3 separate regions of the Mus musculus genome follow, and all the other regions are linked to region 1. Evidence: chromatin contacts called from public HiChIP or PLAC-seq and promoter capture Hi-C data. All regions are on one chromosome and are shown on one strand. The core of a region is the stretch at or near the end of the contact, and the rest is flanking DNA. Distances in the headings are between cores, read along the strand shown. Region 1 holds the start of Plk1 (polo like kinase 1). Region 2 holds the start of Cog7 (component of oligomeric golgi complex 7). Region 3 holds the start of Prkcb (protein kinase C, beta).

Region 1 (3,024 bases), core at 278-2,777:
AGAAAACTGACTCTCCTGCAAAACTGACTCTCCTGCATGTTCTCTGACACGCAGAAGCGTGTGCGCATGTGTGTGCGCGTCTAGCCTAGAATTCAGAGGCCTGCCTGCCTGTTTTCCCCAGCACTGGGATTGAGGGTGCATGCCCACTCCTGGCAAGCTTAAGTTTTTGGAGACAAAGCTCTGCCTTATTCAGAAAGTACAATCGTTACCCAGAGACTGGGAAAGACAGCAGCACTGCCATTTTTTGCTCAATCCAGCAATTGGATCTTGCTAAGACCCTCCTGGGGGAACTAGAGCAACAACAGCTTCTAACGGAAGGTATCACTTAAGTGCCCAGATAGGCAGGGGGGCAAAGAGGGTGTCTGGGAACAGTGACCAGAGCTGGCCGTTTTTTTCTATGAAAAGCCACACGCCTGCTCTGTGTGGCCACTCTTTTTACATGTTGTAAATCCATTTTTTTTTTTTTTTCGAGACAGGGTTTCTCTGTATAGCTCTGGCTGTCCTGGAACTCACTTTGTAGACCAGGCTGGCCTTGAACTCAGAAATCCGCCTGCCTCCCCAGTGCTGGGATTAAAGGTGTGTGCCATTACGCCCCGGCTCATTTTTTTTTTTTCCTAAGTGAAGGCTGAACGGACACTTCGGCAGGGCAGACTTGGCCTTGGTATACCGGCATGCTAGCACTCTTCTAACCAGCTACCCCCCCACCTCTGACTAAAAAATTAATTTTTTCTATTTGGGGCTCTGGGCCACACAACTTGGAACAACCCAGGTAACCTTGCATCGCGGGGCAGACGTCCGGTGTTTCTTACATATCACAGGGCATAGGAATCATCTGAAGGTCTTGTTTGACCGGCAGGTCATGCCTGGGAAGTTTCTTTCCTTTGGGGTTAGTGGAGCGGTAGCTGAGGCTGATCTCGGCTAACTTGTAATCCTGAACCCACGCCCCTCCTTTGCCTTCTTAGGGAATTCCAGGTGCTGCAGATGCTGCTGGCCTCCTGCGTTGTTCAAGAGAAGGGTTGAGTTACTTCTCAGGGGCTGGGAGCCCCTAGTGCCACAGAGGAGATCGGTCCGTTGCGCCGTGAAGGTGCATCTGCCTGCTGAGCTTGCTCAGTTTTGGGTTTATTTAGGCTAGCCGGGGAGAGGGCTGTCCACCGCGGAGGCGGTGCACTCTCAAGCTACCGGTTGGCCTGGAGTTTCAGTTCTAGAAGGCCGGGTCCGGTGGAGGAAGGTGTTAGATCTTAACAGTTAGGAGAAGCCCCTGGAGGAGGCGCAGGTGAACCACATGAGCACGCCCCAGCCGAGGAGCAGAAAGCAGGACAGAATCCTGTTCTTCTAGGGATCTTCACGTAGTTGCTTCGTTCCTGGTTTCCCAGGCAATCCTGAGCAAACGCAGTCCTCCAGTCCCTGCCCATTAAAAATTTCGCCGGCAAGATCGGAGTTTAAAGGCGGCTGCGCCGTAGAGCACTCCCATGGTGCCGCGCGCTGGGCGGGTTTGTATTTTAAATCCCCGCGGCCAATCAGCAACGCGCAGGCCCTTGTAACGTTCCCAGCGCCGCGTTTGAATTCGGGGAGGAGCGGAGCAGAGCAGGACCCTCTGCACCGACTCAGCCAGGTTCGTGGAGCAACTTCGGCATCATGAATGCAGCGGCCAAAGCTGGAAAGCTGGCTCGAGCACCAGCCGACCTCGGGAAAGGTGGGGTTCCGGGAGATGCAGTTCCCGGTGCCCCAGTGGCCGCCCCGCTGGCGAAAGAAATTCCGGAGGTCCTAGTGGACCCACGCAGCCGGCGGCAGTATGTACGGGGGCGCTTTCTGGGTAAAGGAGGCTTCGCCAAATGCTTCGAGATCTCAGACGCAGACACAAAAGAGGTGTTCGCAGGCAAGATCGTGCCTAAGTCTTTGCTGCTCAAGCCCCACCAGAAGGAGAAGATGTCTATGGAGATCTCAATTCACCGCAGCCTAGCACACCAACACGTCGTAGGCTTCCATGACTTTTTTGAGGACAGCGACTTTGTATTTGTAGTTTTGGAGCTCTGTCGCAGGAGGGTGAGTGTTTCAGTCGCAGTGCTGGGGCTCCCACACCTGGAACTTGCTGACAAAGGGGCACCGAGGTTTTGGAGTGACCTAGAGGAGTGGTTGGGTTTCAAACTTTTATGGAAAGGCTTCTAGCGAGGGTACTTGGCACTCCGAACTGCTGAGGCCGGGGTTCTGGGGAAACCGAGACCAGATCCTGTTGCTATTAGGGATGGAGCTCCCAGACGCAAGGCAGCGAGTCGGTACAGGAAATGGATTCATAAAGTGGCTAAGGAAGGGTCCCAGGCTTGGTGTGCCACGCACCTCTAACTTCCGGAGTGGGGCAGGGTCGGGGGAGGGGGCGGCTGTTTGGAGTCAGATTTTAGAGCTTTCAGGAAAGGGAGGGAATCTCCTGCCAGGAGGAAGCCCTGGGTAGGGGAGTCGAGAGTGGGGTTGAGAGAAGACTCAGGAGAGGGTCTGGTGAATGATAGTGACCAACCAGTGTATGGGTAGAACTATCAGAAACCTGCTAAGACTCTCCACTCCGAGCGTCTAGTCCTAGCCACATCCAGCTAGCCACTCTTCTTGGACTTCAGTGACCTCTTTCTCCCTCCTCAGTCCCTCCTGGAGCTGCACAAGAGGAGGAAGGCACTGACCGAGCCTGAGGCCCGCTACTACCTGCGACAGATAGTCCTGGGCTGCCAGTACCTGCACCGCAATCAGGTCATTCACAGGGACCTCAAGCTGGGCAACCTCTTCCTGAACGAGGATCTGGAGGTGAAAATAGGTGAGGTGCTGGGCCTTCGGGTGTCTGGTGTCAGGGCAGGAGGGGACAAGGAGGGGAAGGTGAGGAAATAGAGATGCTGCCCTCTAGTTAGGAAGTGGAAAGTGTGTGTGTGTGTGTGTGTGTGTGTGTGTGTGTTTGTGTGTGTGTGACACTTTCCTTGCCTTTTTTTTAGATGCATTGGTGTTTATGCCTCAACTCAGTAGTTTTGAACTTGGGGCCCCTCCCCC
Region 2 (3,024 bases), core at 282-2,781, 180 kb before region 1:
AGCCTGCTTTTTCGCTGCTCCCACACACATGCAGATGTGGGGAAAATATGCCTGGAAACCAAGCTGCAGCACCATAACCCAGGCTATCTATGTGGTACTGTGTCCTCAACACAGTGAAGCAGCAAGGAGGAGCACTGATTCAGCAACATATATTCTCTCTTTCTCTCTCATTCTCTCTCTCTCTCTCTCCCCCCCCTCTCTCTCGTCTTCTCTCTCTCATTCTCTCTTTCTTCCTCTCTCTCGCTCTCTCTCTCTCTCACACACACACAGTTAAAGTCTTCATTCAGGATGGCCCATCTTCCTTAGCTTACAAAGATATATTAATGGATTTGTGTCATTCTCATATACTGCTAAATACTAGGACCAGTTAACTATTAAATGCTCTCAAAAGTGACTCTTTATGCCAGGCATGACAGAACATGTCTATAATCCCAGAATTTCAGAATCAAAGGCATGAAGATCAAGAGTTCAAGGTCACCCTCCATCATAGAGCAAATTCAAGGCCAGTATGGGTTACATGAGAGTCTATCTACCCCACCACCTCCAAAAGGCCTTCTTTCAAGATTTATTTTTTAATTACATTCACCCATGTTTGTCTGTGTGTCAGTATGTGCATGTGAGTGTTTATGCCCAAGGAGGCCACTGAATCCCATGGAACTGGAGTTACAGGTAGTTGTGTGCCAACTGATGTGGGTGCTGAGAATTAAGTTTAGGTTCTCTACAAGAGTAGTAACCACTGAGCAATTACTCCAAACCCAAAGAGCTTTTTTTGGGGGGGGGGGGCACATATCTGTAATGCCAGAATTAGGGAAGCTGGGGCAGAAGGCGAGTTTGAGGCGAACCTAGGCGACAGAGTGAGACTGTAAATAAGAAGGGGGAAGGAGAAGGAAGAGTAAAAGAGCGTGCGAGAGCCGGCGAGAGCGATCCTATAGCCTAGGCCGGCCTCGAACTCACTTTGCAACTGAAGCTGGCTTTGAATTCCTGACCGTCCAGCACCACCTCCCCAGTGCGGAAATTAACGGCGGTCGCCACCACTCCCAGATTGTTATTATTATTATTATTGGGGTTTTTTTTTTGTTTTTAGTTTTTAGTTTTTAAAGGAAATGTTATGGCATCGTCGGACGTGAACACCAAAGCCTAGACCTAACTCAGACTACTGCAGGGCTCGCTTTCCCACCAAAGGAGAGGCTTGGCCCCTGGGCCCGGTCCTGCAGTCGGGTGCCGGGGCGGGCGGGTGGGCGTCTGCGTGGCTCACCCTCCACGGCGTGGTTCACCTCCTGGATGAACAGCTGCAGCTTCATTACCAGGGTGGCTGCGTGACCGTCCGCCTTCCCCGCCGCCCCGTCTTTGGGGCCGGCTCTGAAGGCCGCATTAATCCAGTCCTTCACGTCGAAGTCGTCAGCCAGGAACTTGGAGAAGTCCATGGCGCGCGGTCTCCGGGTTGGCGCCGAGCGACACCGCCTTCGGGACACCCGTCGAAACCCACCAAGCTTTACTTGCCGCCCCGTCAGCGCACTCGCGCCGAGGCCGAATGTCCCTCGTCGCGCGCCGTACTTCTTCCGGAAGTCGGTGCCTATTACCATAGCAACTGTTCCTGTTAGAGCAGCGAGCTTCGCGCAGTCCGGACAGGTACGACAGTTCGTTTTCTGCTCTTATTTGTCGAGCAGTAAACTAAGTAAACGCGTGTTTCCTCAAGACTAGAAGATTGACGTCTGAGAAGGGAGCAGCTGAGAAATATAAACTCTGTATGTAGGAGTAATGTTGCTAGTTTTCCGTCCTCACTAAATGCATACAGCAGTTTGGGTTTTTTGGTTTTTTGGTTTTTTGGTTTGGTTTGGTTTTGCTTTGAGACAGGGTTTCTCTGTGTAGCCCTGGCTGTCCTGGAACTCACGTTGTAGACTAGGCTGGCCTCGAACTCAGAAATTCGCCTGCCTCTGCCTCCCGAGTGCTGGGATTAAAGGTGTGCGCCACCACGCCCGGCAGCAGTTTGGTTTTTTTTTTAATTTTATTTTATTTTATATGGAGTGTTTTGCCTCTGTATGTGTGTGACCCACTTGCCTGTCTGGTGCGGGCAGAGGCCAGATGAGAATGAAAGATCTCCTGGAAGTGGGATGTTACATGTGGTTATCAATGCTGGGAGTGGAACGCAGGTCCTCTGGAAGAGCTGCCAGTACTATTAACCGCTGGACCATCTCTCCTCATAGATTTCTATAGATTTGATAATGGTCTCCCCTAACTCTGGTCTAATTTCAGTAATCTTCAATAATCTTCAAAAATTACTTTTCCTCCAATTCTTCCACTCATTTTCCATCATTTTCTTTACTAGTTAGGTTTTTTCTTTCTTTCTACCTTTCTTCCTTCTTCCTTTCTTTCTCCGATTTTTTTTTTTTTTTTTGCTCTTGTCTAGTATAGCAAAGTAGAGGATGTTGTTGTTGTTGTGAGGATGTTGTTGTTTGTTTGTTGTTTTTAAAGACGGGTTCCGTTCTTCTATCCTAGAACTCAAACCCATGCCTCAAAGATCGAACCTCCCACATGCTGGGATTTCTGGCTTAAGCCACCACTGCATGTTCTAGCGTTGGTTTCTAATTTAATTCCGTGTATCAGGAACACATATTATGACTCTGTTCTAAATGTACAGAGACTTGCTATGGCCTTAATATTTGTCTGTCATGGAGAAGAGTATATGTGCACTTAAAAATATGTACAGTACCCAAAAGGAGGACATGGTGTTGTGGGGAATGGATACAGCTAAAGGTAATAAGCAAAAGAAGCCAGAAGACGAAGTTCACGTTTTCTCTCAGTTCTGGATCCAGATTGTATAAACACCTAAAAGAATATCTAACATGAGAGCAGAGGAAAGACACGGGAGGAAAAAGAATGGAAGGTGGAGGTGGGAAAGAGGGAAGATATGCAGAAGGGAACAGGGGTAAAATGCATAGTACAGTTAGGTAGATTGTCTTTATGAAACACAGCACTATGGACATGAATATTCAATATAAAGAAGAGGAAGCAGAGAAGGGAGGA
Region 3 (3,024 bases), core at 348-2,847, 130 kb after region 1:
ACATGCCAACCTTAAAAGTGAATGCCTTTTTCCCCCTTGTTACCTTTGCATTACTATGTAGGGGAAGGACACTGTATTATTATAGGTATATAGCTCACCATGCAGTTGCTAGACACCTCACTGTGACTCTCTGCTCAGGAGCTCCCAGTAGGAATTGTCAGAGTGGTATCCAGGCTCTGCCACTACAGAGGCCCAACCCTTTGTCACCAGTGCACTTTGTAGTCTGGACAGCCTCCATTGTACAACCCCGAGACTGTGTACCCCTTACTCACTTCCATCTAATTTTGCTTATTCACAGAACTTACCTGGTCTATACAGGTTATGGTTGTGACCGAATGAGACAGTGCACAAGCCTCCCTGACACCCTGTATGTTTAGTTTTAATTTTTGCACATTTACAGGTCATGCATGGTACAGGTAACCTTCTTCCATTCTGTTACTTACTCAAGCAGTGCTCACTGGGCTTGTAGGAGCTGTCAGATGCTAAACTCAACACCAGGAGACATGAAGGTGTCATTAACAATGCCGGGGACGTGTGGAAGAGTTCGGTCAGATGCCATTTTTCATCCCCAGGCTGTAGAGCATCACACCAGAGGGAGATTTAGATGCAGTGCCTTATATAACATGCAATGTCGTATCATTGGTTATCTTCCCATCCTTCAAGTGGCATCAAGGGGAGTATGGCGTTGGATATTAATGTTCCCTGAACATTTGAAATCTCTCCTAACAAATACAAGAAGGCCCCAGGTGTGAGGACAGCACCTGGGGAGATCTTAACCCACACAAACCTAGGTATTTCCAATCACATAGACTTTTGTTTTAACAGACTGCACAAGTATGACCAGAAGGGACAAAAGTGAATGAAATGTAGGGAAACGCTCATTTATTAAATTTGTCTCCTGTCATCATTAGCCCAGCCATTTTGGGGTTGGGGAAACTGTCTTTTTGTGGAGAGAGTTCTAAGTGTTCGAGCAAGTGGAGACAAGTCTTTGTGGTGGATATATACATATATACATATGCATATATGTATAGTCCTCCCCTACCTCTGCAGACCTTGGTGTGTGTGTGTGTGTGTGTGTGTGGCCACAGGCCTTTCCGGATGAGTGACAATGAAAGCCCATCCCTCCAGGAGACGCATGCCGAATGACCAATGGGATGATGGATGGAGGGTGCTGGGTACCAGTCTCTGCAGAGGCCAAGGTGAAACTGGCTGCTTCCAGCCTGTTCAACCCTCATCTCCTTGAGCCCCTTGGGTCCTTAGGCGTTTGGTCATTGCTGGATCAACCGAGGTGCTCATCTTAACGCACCCCAGGGCCTAGGACAGGGTGCCAGGGGCGCGGCTCAGATCTGTCCAGCGCAGACTGCGGTCCTCGCGCCGCAGCGCTGCGGCTAAGAACACTTGGCTGGGAGGCCTGCGGGTTGCGGTGTACGTGTATGTGTGTGTGTGTGTCTGTGTGTGTCTCTGCTGGTGGTACTGGTGGTGCCGATATGTAAAGCAGCTGGCGGCTCTGGGCGGGGCCTGGGTTTCATGCAAATGAGGGAGGCGGGGTTACACTGGGGCTCCGCCTCCCTCCCCCGCAGCTGGGGCCAGCGGTGCCAAGCACAGCTGGACCAGCGGCAGCAGCTGGGCGAGTGACAGCCCAGCTACGCGCGCGCGGCCGCCGCCAGAGCCGGCGCGAAGGGGCAGCGCGGCCCTGCGGTCCCCGGGCGGCAGCAGCGGCCGCCTAGTCCCGCGCCTTTCCGGGCTTGCAGCCCCGCGGTCCCGCCGCCCCGGGGCCGCCACCTCTCGGGGCTCCCCCCAGTCCCCGCGCGCGCAAGATGGCTGACCCGGCTGCGGGGCCGCCGCCGAGCGAGGGCGAGGAGAGCACAGTGCGCTTCGCCCGCAAAGGCGCCCTCCGGCAGAAGAACGTGCACGAGGTGAAGAACCACAAATTCACCGCCCGCTTCTTCAAGCAGCCCACCTTCTGCAGCCACTGCACCGACTTCATCTGGTGAGAGTGCGCCGCGCGGGCCACCTGCCTGGGGCCCTAGAGGGCAGCGACACGCATGGGGACCCCTGTTGTTGCCCCCGGGGGGAGGAGCCGTGTGATCACCCCCATCCCGCTGGACCCTTATGCCCTGCGCTCCCGGATGGCCAGTCCCTCAGGTGCTGGGTTCTCTGCTCCCAGACGGCTGGCCGCCAGGCGCCTTCTGCCCTCTTGCACTCTGTCGCCCGAGCGCCTAGGGACAGCGCTGCAGGCGCCTTTTCGACACCTGGCTCAGGGCTCAGTGTGGCTGTCCCTCCTCGGCAGGGCAGCTCCGCGGGTGTCTTTCTCGCCTGAGGTTCCCGATCTTTCTGCCTCCTTCCGGGCTCGAGGAGCTCTCACCCTCACCCCTCCTTTCCGGGGCAGCTCTCTGGGGTGTCCTCTACTTCCCCGGGGCGTGGAGCATCCTTCCCTCTGCGTCCCTAGAGCAGTGCCCTGGGTTATCTCTTACTTCGCCTCCAGAGTCTTGAGCACCCCTTTCATTCCTTGGTTCTCACCCTCAAGTCGCTGCAGGGCCCCTTTCTTCCCTCTGCCCCTCCAAGCATGGGGGGACCTTCCCCCCGCCCCCTAGCCCCTCAGGTGTTACCACCGTGGTGAAGTCCCTATCATCCTCCCCCTAGACAGGTCCTTTTCTCTTTCCTTGAGGGTACTCCCGGCATCTCCTTGGGCAAATATCCAGCCCGCCTTCCGCCCCCACCCGGGCGGAAATGCACCCTCGCATCCTGCCACCTGGTGGTCGTGGTCGCCTCTGTACTGCAGGGGAGATGTGAGGTGGGGGTTACTGCCAAGCTCCGGTAGTGTACCTCCCAATCCCATCCAAGGTGGAAGACACCTTGGAGACCAGGCTGTAGCTAGGAGGTTGCCCCTGGGGTAGAGGGACAGTGGGAAGGGAGAGGGCGACTGTGTGAAACTAGCTGGTAACTGGACCCCTCAGACTGATACTCCCTCTTGTGCTTTTACAGGGGCTTCGGGAAGCAGGGATTCCAGTGTCAAGGTAGGCT

What was found. HiChIP or PLAC-seq counts read pairs in DNA pulled down with a chosen protein or histone mark. Capture Hi-C pulls out chosen DNA fragments and counts their contacts.
Region 2: a contact with region 1 is called in a promoter capture Hi-C map of liver. The contact joins the promoter of Cog7 here to the promoter of Plk1 in region 1. A contact is called at or near these places in 4 of 39 promoter capture datasets (cranial neural crest, hippocampal neurons and liver), 4 of 484 Hi-C or Micro-C datasets (cortical neurons, macrophages and nephron progenitors), 3 of 115 datasets of contacts at active chromatin or transcription factors (the SCID.adh cell line, embryonic stem cells and extraembryonic endoderm stem cells) and 3 of 9 other capture datasets (adipose tissue, liver and pancreatic islet).
Region 3: a contact with region 1 is called in an H3K4me3 HiChIP or PLAC-seq map of embryonic stem cells, with 18 read pairs. The contact joins the promoter of Prkcb here to the promoter of Plk1 in region 1. A contact is called at or near these places in 1 of 484 Hi-C or Micro-C datasets (embryonic stem cells), 3 of 115 datasets of contacts at active chromatin or transcription factors (the SCID.adh cell line, embryonic stem cells and memory CD8 T cells) and 2 of 9 other capture datasets (adipose tissue and liver).

The regions. Positions count from the first base shown.
Region 1 is chr7:122,157,908-122,160,931 of GRCm38.p6, forward strand. It overlaps Plk1 (polo like kinase 1), which reads left to right and starts at 1,528. Exons shown (of 10, transcript NM_011121.4): 1 at 1,528-2,043; 2 at 2,629-2,797. The coding sequence starts at 1,636.
Region 2 is chr7:121,980,162-121,983,185 of GRCm38.p6, forward strand. It overlaps Cog7 (component of oligomeric golgi complex 7), which reads right to left and starts at 1,532. Exons shown (of 17, transcript NM_001033318.3): 1 at 1,256-1,532. The coding sequence starts at 1,424.
Region 3 is chr7:122,287,528-122,290,551 of GRCm38.p6, forward strand. It overlaps Prkcb (protein kinase C, beta), which reads left to right and starts at 1,598. Exons shown (of 17, transcript NM_008855.2): 1 at 1,598-1,990; 2 at 2,986-3,017. The coding sequence starts at 1,818.